Regions from separate parts of the Pan troglodytes genome. Here region 1 is linked to region 2. Evidence: chromatin contacts called from public HiChIP or PLAC-seq data. All regions are on one chromosome and are shown on one strand. The core of a region is the stretch at or near the end of the contact, and the rest is flanking DNA. Distances in the headings are between cores, read along the strand shown. Region 1 has its middle 310 kb from the start of PARP8. Region 2 has its middle 15 kb from the start of ISL1.

What was found. HiChIP or PLAC-seq counts read pairs in DNA pulled down with a chosen protein or histone mark.
Region 1: a contact with region 2 is called in an H3K4me3 HiChIP or PLAC-seq map of stem cell-derived excitatory neurons, with 5 times the contacts expected there. The contact joins two enhancer-like sites. A contact is called at or near these places in 2 of 7 Hi-C or Micro-C datasets (induced pluripotent stem cells and stem cell-derived neural progenitor cells) and 1 of 1 datasets of contacts at active chromatin or transcription factors (stem cell-derived excitatory neurons).

What each region holds. Positions count from the first base shown.
Region 1 is chr4:63,681,545-63,686,819 of NHGRI_mPanTro3-v2.0_pri, forward strand. No RefSeq gene overlaps it. Among named protein-coding and RNA genes, the nearest start is that of PARP8, 310 kb to the right of the region's middle. Within about 2 kb of position 3,092, at least 3 of the 24 cell types and tissues checked have an H3K27ac peak or open chromatin away from gene starts, as enhancers often do. A contact at or near this core is called in stem cell-derived excitatory neurons, where this site is marked.
Region 2 is chr4:63,263,211-63,268,628 of NHGRI_mPanTro3-v2.0_pri, forward strand. No RefSeq gene overlaps it. Among named protein-coding and RNA genes, the nearest start is that of ISL1, 15 kb to the right of the region's middle. Within about 2 kb of position 1,976, at least 1 of the 24 cell types and tissues checked has an H3K27ac peak or open chromatin away from gene starts, as enhancers often do. A contact at or near this core is called in stem cell-derived excitatory neurons, where this site is marked.

The sequences.
Region 1 (5,275 bases), core at 1,842-4,341, 420 kb after region 2:
CACCCAGGCTGGAGTGCAATGGTGGGATCTCGGCTCAATGCAACCTCCGCCTTGCGGGTTCAAATGATTCTCCTGCCTCAGTCTCCCAAGTAGCTGGGATTACAGGGGCCTGCCACCACGCCTGGCTAATTTTTTGTATTTTTAGTAGAGATGGGGTTTCACCATGTTGGGCAGGCTGGTCTTGAACTCCTGACCTCAGGTGATCCACCAGCCTCAGTCTCCCAAAGTGTTGGGATTACAGGTGTGAGCCACCACACCTAGCCGGAAACCTGACTTCTTAGCAAACTGTCTCTCAGAGCAAAATCACTTTAACCATAGTGATTAAGACCAGAATCCATTGATTAAAACGTTTTGTGTGTTTATGGTGTACATATGTATGTATATATGTGTGTGTGTGTATATATATATGTGTATATATATATACACATATATATGTATATATGTGTGTGTATATATATATATATATATATATATACAAAAAAAACTCAGAGACCTAAATACATTCCTATTACTTAGCAGATATAAACAGCAATTTCAATTATAATCAGAAAGTTTCTTGGTGAACATGGAATCAGAATAAAGAAAGTTGAGGTGGAATTCCCTTGGTCCACATCTCTTCTGCCTAGCTGGTGGTTGAATGAAAATACACCATCAATTGTGTCTATTACTCTTTTTGCCAGTCCTTCAATCAGGTTATAATCTAACCCTCTATCAGCTCAGAAGACCAGGTACCTCTTTTTTCTTTCCTCAAATCCATTAGATATTGAATTATAGTTTAAGATTTGGAGGGCAAATATGTGTTGCTTATTTCAAATTCTATTTATTGACTCACTCTGCCCACATCCTAACAAAGACGATATAGAAGACCAACAGGGTTTTCTATTAATTGTCCTTTCATTCACAAGAAAGAGACATTGCTCTGACCAGCATGCTCTGACTGTCAGGGAACTTATTATCATCTTAAATAAGATCAAATTATGTTCAATAATGAAGACAAGAGTAGGAAGAAGCCACCTTGAATCCAGTGGAACTGCTGTGCTCTGAAGTAATGGTAAGGGCACAGGACTTGTCTGTTGTTTACCCATGAATGCTGTCCTTAGAATCTTAGACAGCATCACCACCTCACCTTAATGTGTCCTTAGAGACAGCTGAAAGCTTGGTGTAACGACACACATCTAAGGATACCTTTATAAATGATAAGGCAAATTGGTCCAAACAAAAATTAAGCCTGACCTCAAAATATATCTTTTAACTAGTTATTTTTATAAAATTCAAATGCCATAGAATGTGCTGTCTGCTTACATAGACAAAGCTCTTGATGCATTTTGAGATGCCAGTTGTTTGATGGGTGAATTGTAATGAAGCTTCCTTTAAGATTATCTGCAGAAGCAGACAAGTGATCATTGGATTTAGTTTGCCATCCTATGGCCTAGGCTCCTGTTGTCATGAAAACCTGAAATTGATTGCCAAACACTTGCACAGTAATTTTGAGATTCTTATAATTTAAAGCTCAATCATTTCTTGACTGAAGGATACTTATTGAGGAAGCTTCCATCATCAACCTCCGTTTAAAAAATTTCTTACTGTGTGGATTTTAATCAGGGCAATAAAAGGATCATCCACAAGCTCCACATCACTCAGCCATATTAAATTATGATGTAATCTAGTAAAAAAATCAATAAGTGAGACCCAGTAAGGAACCTGAGACTGTTCAAGACTAGAATGCAGGTAGGCACCATATGGCCAGAACTGAAGTGACTACGTATTATCTTCAACCAGGGATATTGGATTTACGGAGTTTCTTTGGGCTGGGCAAAAATGATCTTGTAATGCATTGAGTTATAGGCTAGCAGACATTAGGCACCACACTATCCCTTCAAGGTACGGTCTTTTTAACAAGTCCTACGAAGGGCTGTTTGAGTTAATTCAGAGCCCGCAGAAGGGCTCACAACAACCTCCTTGTTTTGTCCTAACGTGAGCTGACCCTTCTTGCATCAGGTGGCTCCTCTGACTGTCCTGTCCTTTGGGTACTGGGCAATTAATCCACAAACGCAAAATCCTGAACCCTGGGCTAAGAAAATACGAACTGATTTGGTAAACAAATGATATGTAAAATCTATACGCACAGAGTGGCAAGTGACAAAGGAAATTGCAAATGCCCCTAAATGCTCTTTCCCATCGATTGGCAGGGAGAATCTAACACATACACAGAGGAGATGGAGCATAAAATTGGGCGGACTGACTCAGAGGTTTGTTTTGATTTTTAAATCATTTATTAAAACTAAAAATGAGTGTGCTTACGCGTGGAGAGGGGGAACAAGGCTTCTCTAATCAGCAAAGGGGCTGTCGGCAGGCGATGTACAAATGAAAGCGCGCTTTCTAAATTTCCAAAGCACTAAAGGGAGAGAAATGCGCAGTTACTGTGGGATTCGCCCAGAGGAGCAGCCTCAGGAGTTGAAGGGGATCCTGTCCCTCCCAGAGGAAAGCTCACGATTGGATTGGAACTTCTAGCGACTGCCTGAGGTGAGCTTCAGGTGGGGACCGGCCCCGCCAAGTCCGAGGCAGTTATCCACAAGAAAACACGCGCGTGCCCCCGCTGCTCCTGCGTGGTGGTCGTCCGGGGACAGGCGCCCTGCAGGGCATCTAGAGGGCCCCAAATGACTCAGCCGCGCCCGCGGCGCAACAGGCTGCACAATAAATTAAAACAATAGTGAGAATAAGCAAATGGTCTGGAGGGCGGGCGGAACCGAAGCTCGCTCTTCGGAGCTGGAGTGCCGCGGGGAGGGGGGTGTCAGCGTCCCATGGATGAGACCTTCCCCTCCCCCTTCCGCTCCCCGGCGCCCCCCCGACCAGACGTCTCTTCCGTAGGCGCGTCCTCCGGGTCATGGGGAAACAGAGGCAGAGACTTGGGAAGGAGAAATGGAGAAACCAGGGCAACGCGGTCAGCGCTGCAGCGCCATCCCTTTTTCACTAAGACCACCCTGGGCCCCTGGGCGGGAAGCCCTTCGCACACTCCAGCCCGGGAGAGTCCAGGCTGGGTTCCGCAGCGCCTGTGGCTGTGTGGCCGGGAGGCTCCTTGCTCTCGCCCGCGTGGTCCTGAGATCTGTCGCTCGTTCCCACAGGCCCCGGGATTGGCTGCACCACGCAGCTGTTGTCCAGTTCCGGAGCTGCCGCGTTCAATCCGATTCCCTCTGATGCTTTCACTGATATTAAAATTTCACTTTTCGAACTGGCCTTTATTTATTTTTTTACGCAGTCGTTTTTGGGAGGCAACAACTCGGACATCCTGTATCCGTAATCAGATAATCTCACTCCTGCTTTTGTATTCCTGCAGCTTTAAACTCTGCAAATATTTGTGTCCTTCACAAAAAAAGGCGTTCCTCAGTCTACCTCCAACCTCGCCGGGCAACTTATCTTTCCCAAGTTCACAGCCTGACTCCGGGTCTCTTGGTCTCTTGTGATCTTGCAGCAATTCAGCAGAAAAGACTCGGTTTGGGTTTTGGTTTGTGGTGGCTAGTAATGGGGGTTTTACCCCCCTGATGTTTGGGGGATTTGTGCTTGTTTTATGATTACTATTTTTCTTGTTTCCTGCAGTCAAGGAAAACTGTCTGTGTTACAAGCAAACTTACTGTCCCCAGCCTCAGGGACGTGAGTTCCAGTCCTGGACACTTTACTTTCTCTCTCTCCGGTCTTCCCTGGCCCACGGTCAGTTTCTTAACTCTCCTTGTCCTTGATCTTTTCCCGAAATGCCTGGACCCTCGCCTTAGCCCCTCCTCCGATTTGCCCCTTTCTTTAATTTGTCTTGTGTGTTAGCGCTGGGTCAGCGCGCCCTTTGTGCTGAGGTCCTGGGCCGGTGTGTGTGTGTGCGTGCGTGCGTGTGTGTTGTAGTGTGTGTTTCTTTTGTTATTTTCTCCCCTAACACCGCAGAAATGAAACACACATGCAGCTCTGTCGCCTCATATTTTCAGATGTTTTTCACACTATTGTCTGCTCCAGCCCGTTGAAAGTGCAAAGTGAAAACAGATGCATCCAAAAAAAATTTTTTGAAAGGGACAATCCTAGGATGGAGACTAACCCCTCGAATACAGATAAGCAATAAATATTATATCAGATTTATAACGTGCATCGAGCAGTCTTGATTAGCACCAAGGTGAGCTTTGGTGAGATTTTTATCATTTCCATGTGTCTGGACTACAAGAAGAAATCACTGGGGGGAAGAGCTCTATAAATCAGCGTCCATGTCAAGACAAATCAAAATAATGCCTCTATTATTTCAATCAATAAACGATTTTTATTCCCAACATCTGATACACACAGTGTGTGTCCGTCTGTTTGTATTTGGAATTGGCAGCCTTGCCTTATACCAAAACAAACCTTTCAAGACGTGTCAATGAAATTAAAATTTTTTAAAGGAGAATTCAATGTGACCCTCCTTCCCTTTCGAGCTACTCCATTCTCCCCTTTTTAAGCCGCACACCCCAAGTCAGTAGGAGAGCTTTGCAACTCTGCAAAGGATGAAATTGCTTTGAGAATTTCAGAGAAAAGGGGTGGCGGGTGCTGTTAGGGAAGAGAAACCGAAAGCGGCGACAGGAAACGACTGGGACTGAGGAAAGCCTCCCTGGCTCCTGGTTCCAAGATATTCCAGAGGACGGTCCTAGGGCGGTCGCAGGAGGGTGTGACAGGGTGCTCCCGCGCTCTGCTAAAAACCAAAACCACCACCTCCCACCACTGCCACCAAGATTTTTCCAGCAGGTGTAAGGCTGACTGGCTGTAGGGCGTTAATTGGGGTGAGGCTAGCTGGAGAAAGATCGGGGGCGGGGGCGGGAGACAAGGAAGAGTGGGGGAGAGGAGGGAAGAAAGGGAGAGAGAGAGAGCGACTGACTCTGGTTGACTGGCGGGTGGCTTTTGTTAGTTTCAGGCAGATTTCAAGACTTGTTTCTCAAAATGTCCTGCAATTTTGGCTTCCGCGGCAGTTTGTGAGATGGGGCCACAATTCTTGATGGATGAGAGGAAAGTAGAGAAGGAGAGATGATTCGTCTATGAGTCAACATTGTCGATAGCTCGAGTCTTGGTATTCCCATAGCTTCCTTGGTTATTTTGTTTCCAAATTTGCACACCCAGGAACCAAATCTCAATGATCCTTTTGTTGCTGAAGGTTCATCCTCTCCTGTTCCATCTGTCCGCCATAAACACATAATTCTGACTGCCCCATTCCTAATCCATTTCTTTCCTTTGGAATGGGAAGAAGGAAATGAAAAGTACTCCCAGATGGAAA
Region 2 (5,418 bases), core at 726-3,225:
CACATGTAATCTTTTTAGATATCAGCCGTTCCATGTTAGTGAAAGTGAACTGCTGTATTTTAAAAACAAAATCACTCATTTTTTTGGTAAATGAAACACTGCTTTTTAGGTTGCCAGCCTATTTTTATTTCAACTATTTCTTTTTGAGAACTGATCTCCTATAACAAAAATTCTTGGACTACTGAAATAAAAATTTAAATAACCATCAGTTATACTTTTAGAGTTTAATATGAGATTTTTACTACTTGGGCCCAAAAGTTTTTCCATACTTAAAATACACTGTTTCAAAGTACATATTCTTTTTACAAATCTCATTCATTTTTTTTGTTTCCTCCTAATCCTTCCAAAAATCAGGGATAAATTTTTTTTTTTGTTAAACCTATTTGTAGAGTAAACCTCCTGTTTATAATTAATAAACCAAATTAATAGTTGTTCTAATAAATAAGAATTGAAAATTTTAAGACAAAACATGTCTTTACCTAGGTGTGGGCAATTTTTTTTTTATGGAGGGAAAGAAAACTTATTTAAAACTAAACAAGAATATGAGTAATTAAAATTAGCAAAAAAATCACAGAATAGAACCTGCACAAGTAACATTTTGCAAATCATATCTTTACTGTGCATTGAACAAGTTTACTGTTTTTTTATTACAGAACTCTGAGAAAATAGTTAATACTTTTTGAAAGAATATTAATTAAAAAGCTATTAGAAAAAAAGTAAAATCTTTCATAGCCTTTAAAAGTTAATTCCCACCATATTTTACTTTATCATATTCAGTGGCCTGTCTAGTATTATCTCTACATACCTGCTAACTTTAACACGTTTCAAACAACACATTGTATTTGTGACAGGTCAAAATAAACAGTAACCTTTACCCATGAGAAAAAGAAAAGTCTGTGCCTGAGTTATTGCTAAGGATTGTTTTCTGGAGAAAGAAATAATGATAATAAATCTCCCTACAGATATTCTTCAATTTCACAAAACTTGTGTTTTGCCGTGTTTTGTTGGTTTTTTTTCTTGGTGACACACAGCTGTGACACAGAAAACAGGCAGGGAAAACACGAAGACGTGGATTTTCGCTGTCACCAAACCTGGGAAATGTGGTGCTTGCATTAACACCACGTTAGGCACATAACCAAATCACTCTCACCTACATCTATAGGTAGTTTTCAGACAGAGGCAGTAGTACCTATTCTATGCCAATCTCTCTCTTTCTATCTGGCGCACGCGCGCACACACACACACACACACACACACACACTTGTAAACTAGAATAGCCAGTTCTAAGATGTAACTAGAAACCCCCTTTTCTTGAAACAAGAAAAAACAAATCCCATGGGAAGGGCCAAAATTATAAACAACTTAATCTCAATTAATTTGGAATTCGAGCCACAAAATCCTTGATTATAAATCTCCAAGCCCAGCTATTGGCTCCTCCAAAAAGGGCTTTACAAAATCTGTCCCAATAGTTTCCTTGGTCCCAAGTGGATAACACTGCCAGTCTCTTTGTGGTGGCAGCCGGTTAGGGAGGACCAAGGCTTCCATGATGTGTCCCGTGAAGTGGTCATGAAAACACTGGAGAGTCACGCCACTTGTTTACACTAGTGGAGAAAGCGCGATCGGCTACGCAGGGACACCTTGTCCAAGATGGTGACACATCCTTCTCGGTACATTCGGGAAAAAAACTCAGCTTATTACTGAACTAAATGTTTTTATTGATTGCCCTTGAGTCAGAGCCCACTGACCCTGCGAACCATAAATGGCTTTGGCGCAAAACTGTCATTTCCAGGCAGCAAGAGGAGATACTGGATTCGTCAAAGACACCTCGCCTAAGCTTTCTTTCACTGTCCCTCCACCCTTCCGCCTCCGGCCTTTGGAAGCAAGAAAGGGGCTGCAGCTGGGTACCTCTCCAGGGGCCTGAGGGCGCACGGACAGAGCCGTGCGCGCTCACACGCGCGATGCCGAAGCGGAACGCCCGGAGCTGCTCAACATGGGGACCATAACAGCCGGGCGCTGGCGCACGCCCGTTCCCAGCGTCTGTGGCTGCAAAGCGGCCAGGTCGCGGAACCAAGAAGACAAATGAATGTTATGCCGCATTCTCCATTAAACAATAAAGCGAGCTATAAAGCCTCAGGTGCTGTTTGTTGTGCCGTCTGCGTCGAGCGGTGGCTCCGGACCCGGGCGAGCCGAGCGGAGTGGGCCGGGGAGCGCCTCTTCGGCTGATTCCAGGGAAAGATAAGGAGCCGCCGAGCCACCAGCTCTGTCTAGACTCGCGACCTCACAAGTCAAGCGCCTTGTTTGGATTAGCCCTCCAGATCTGCCAACCTGATCAACTCCTGAAAGAGAAGGGCCCAGAAATACCCTTATTTTCCTCTCTCGGACCACGTCGATTGTCCTTGCTTTAAAGGATCAAGGGCTGACTTGCCCGCGGGAGTGGCGGGGCTGGTTAGACCAGTGTCCGGGTCCCCCATTCCCAGCACTTCCCACCCCTAACCTGAGTGCAGACAGGCGCTGCGCTGCCCTGCCCGCTGGACTTGGGCAACGCACCTGGGGGTAGAACCAATGGGACAACGCGCAAAATTAAGTAGCTAACTCGGTCAAATCCACAAATAACATCACTTCAAAATGAACACTAACTTTTGATCAATGTAATGGAAAGAGGATCCCAGGCAAGGAATAAGCAGTTCTAAGGCTAAGCAGAATCTTACATGGCTTCGGAAAGGGAGAATCAATGTGTCCTTCCTCCCAACCTGGCAAAAAGCAATCTTACCATACATCTTTCTTCCAAATCCAGGTGGTCTCTTTTGGGGGCTGTGTGTGTGTATACATACACATATAAATGATATAAAGAAAATTACATATAGGTATGTGTATATTATATATGTATGTATATATGCATGTATGCCCACACATACATATATGTAATTTTCTTTTTAGAATCTTTTGCTTCTCAATGCTGAGCGCTCTTGCGGACAGATAATTAAGCAGAAAGATTTGCAAAATAAATTTTTAGAAATTAGAATCAAGGAGTCCTAAGTGCAGTTCCGGGAAGAGACTGGCTTCCTCGAGACAGAGAAACTGGCTTCTTGGAGCCAACAGCTTAAATACCATAAAAATTAAAGGATGTGATAGTAACAATGCTCACAGCAAACGCTCAGCAGCCTTCCCTGCCGCCCCTCCCCCTCCTTCGCTCCCTGTGAACCAACTTCTCTGTCTACACTTCAGAAGTCTCTGGGAGGTGTGGAGAGATCCTCCATCACGGCTTGGGACATTGTAAGCTGTGAAGTTTATGTTTGTGGCGCCTGGGCTCAAACAGCCATTCAGTGGCTTGCTCCATTATCAAGAAAACAACAATCAGAAAAGATCAGTAAACAAAATCGGCTGCCAGAGCCTTGAATTAACTCCTTGCGTTTTAGTTTAAAAATACCAACTCACACTGTACAAGTTACTTTTTATTGTAAATAGTTATTGAGAATTCAAGATGTGGGGCCGTTTTTTTAAGAGAACATTTTTAAAATAAATACACAAAAATTGCTCCCTCCTTTTTTCTTCTTGTGCCCCACCCCAAGAAAAACAATTTGCCCTGTTGCGACGTAAATCTTTAATTGTTGATTAGTGAAAAGGAAGTAAATATTCCTAAAGAAATAGAACTCAGGCATCATTTGGATGATGAATCTCATTTACAAAAGTTGACTAAACTGAACTTTACAAATAAGAAAAGAAGTACTTTCTGCTTAGACAGTTCACTCGTATTAGGAATGAGATTAAAAACCCAAAGTGGCTGGGTGCCATCCAAACTTAACTCTTTAAACTTTTTTTTTTTTTTTTTAGAAAAAAGAAAACGCTAAGTAAAGCCACATGGGATTTTACAACAGTTACATTTCATGAGATAGATCTTATGGCTTAAAATTCAAGGTGCTAGGGAAATACAAGGTACTTCCAAGGTAACCTGAAAGCATATTGTCTTTTTAGCTAGTCTCAAAAGGATAAGATACACCAGAAAAGAGGTCAACATTATGAGTTTAACAAGTTGATCGGGGTGAATAGCAGCCAAGCATCACAAAGTCATCTATTTAATCTTGAACTCCAAGCAAGTTGTCAATGGGCAAGTGGGTACACACAGAATTACAAATAACCAGAAACCTTGTTTCAAAGGAGAAAAAAATCTTCAAACATGCTTCTAACTTAGAAAAGAACTTTTTTGATTTGTAAGAAAACCCAAGTTCATTTGATGAATGGGATAGAGGGAAAATAGGCTGAAATGGAAGATAGCATTGCGCTGAAACTATAGGGGAAACAATATCCTGACTTTAAGACTACGTATATTGATATGAATTTTCTGATTTAAGGGGAGCATACTAGATGTTTTTAGCTGCATTAAATTTTAGCTTGCAGAAGCTGGAGGAAATGAGTCATAATGTCCAGAAGGAAGAATTCAGAGTAATAAGGGAGGGACGATTAAAGATAATAACGAACAAGAGGAATTTCATTACAAGAGCAGAGCTCAAAACTCAGTCTCCAGAGGTGTGCAGAGAAAAGTATGCAAGAGATGATTTGCAAACAAAATGACATTTCAGCTACACATTTTAGAGTGCAGGCTGAGGAGTCTAAAAGGGGAAGACACACCTTCGTATAAATAATAAAAGAACTAGAATGCTATTGACCCATCAATCCATTCTCAGCCATCAGGCAACAAATATCTTGAATCTAGCAAGTGAAACCAAATCATTCATCACCCCCTCCCTAAATTATTGTGCTTAAATTCAAGCGATGGACTTCAGAATACTGACATCTATGTATGTAAAACATCAACGCCCCCCACCCAAACATGCAAACATATTCTTAATCTTAGAAATCAATTCATCAATTCGAGGAGGAAAAAGATTCTCAAAGATGGGTGCCTCACTTAAGTCTCTCTATTGCATTCAAATCCTAAATAAAGTGTTTTCCATCTCTAGTCCCTAACATTTTTGAGTCCATCAGAGGCTATGGCTGGGGAAGTGGGTCCAGTGTTTTCCAAGTAAGGAAGGCTTGGACTCTCAGTAACTTTGCAGGCATGACACCAATATTCATGTTGAAACTGCCATCCTTACACATGCATATTAGTTGCCATTTCAGCTATGATGGTGAGGAAAAAGGAAAAAAGAGACCAATAGAAATAGTGAATGGGAAGCTAAAAGAGTAAAGTCCCTTGGCAAGAGATTAGAGGAGGGAGATCCGAGTGAAAAACAAAACAAAACAAAACAAAAAACAAACAACAACAAAAAAACCTTTCCCGGAGAAGATCCGTGTGAGATAAGACATAACTTCTGTTTTTCTCAGCAGAAGACTGCAAGCCATTATTGCCACCAGCCAAATTATTACCCCTCTGTCAAGAATTAGACACAACAATCAAAGTAATCAACGGGCATGTCTAAT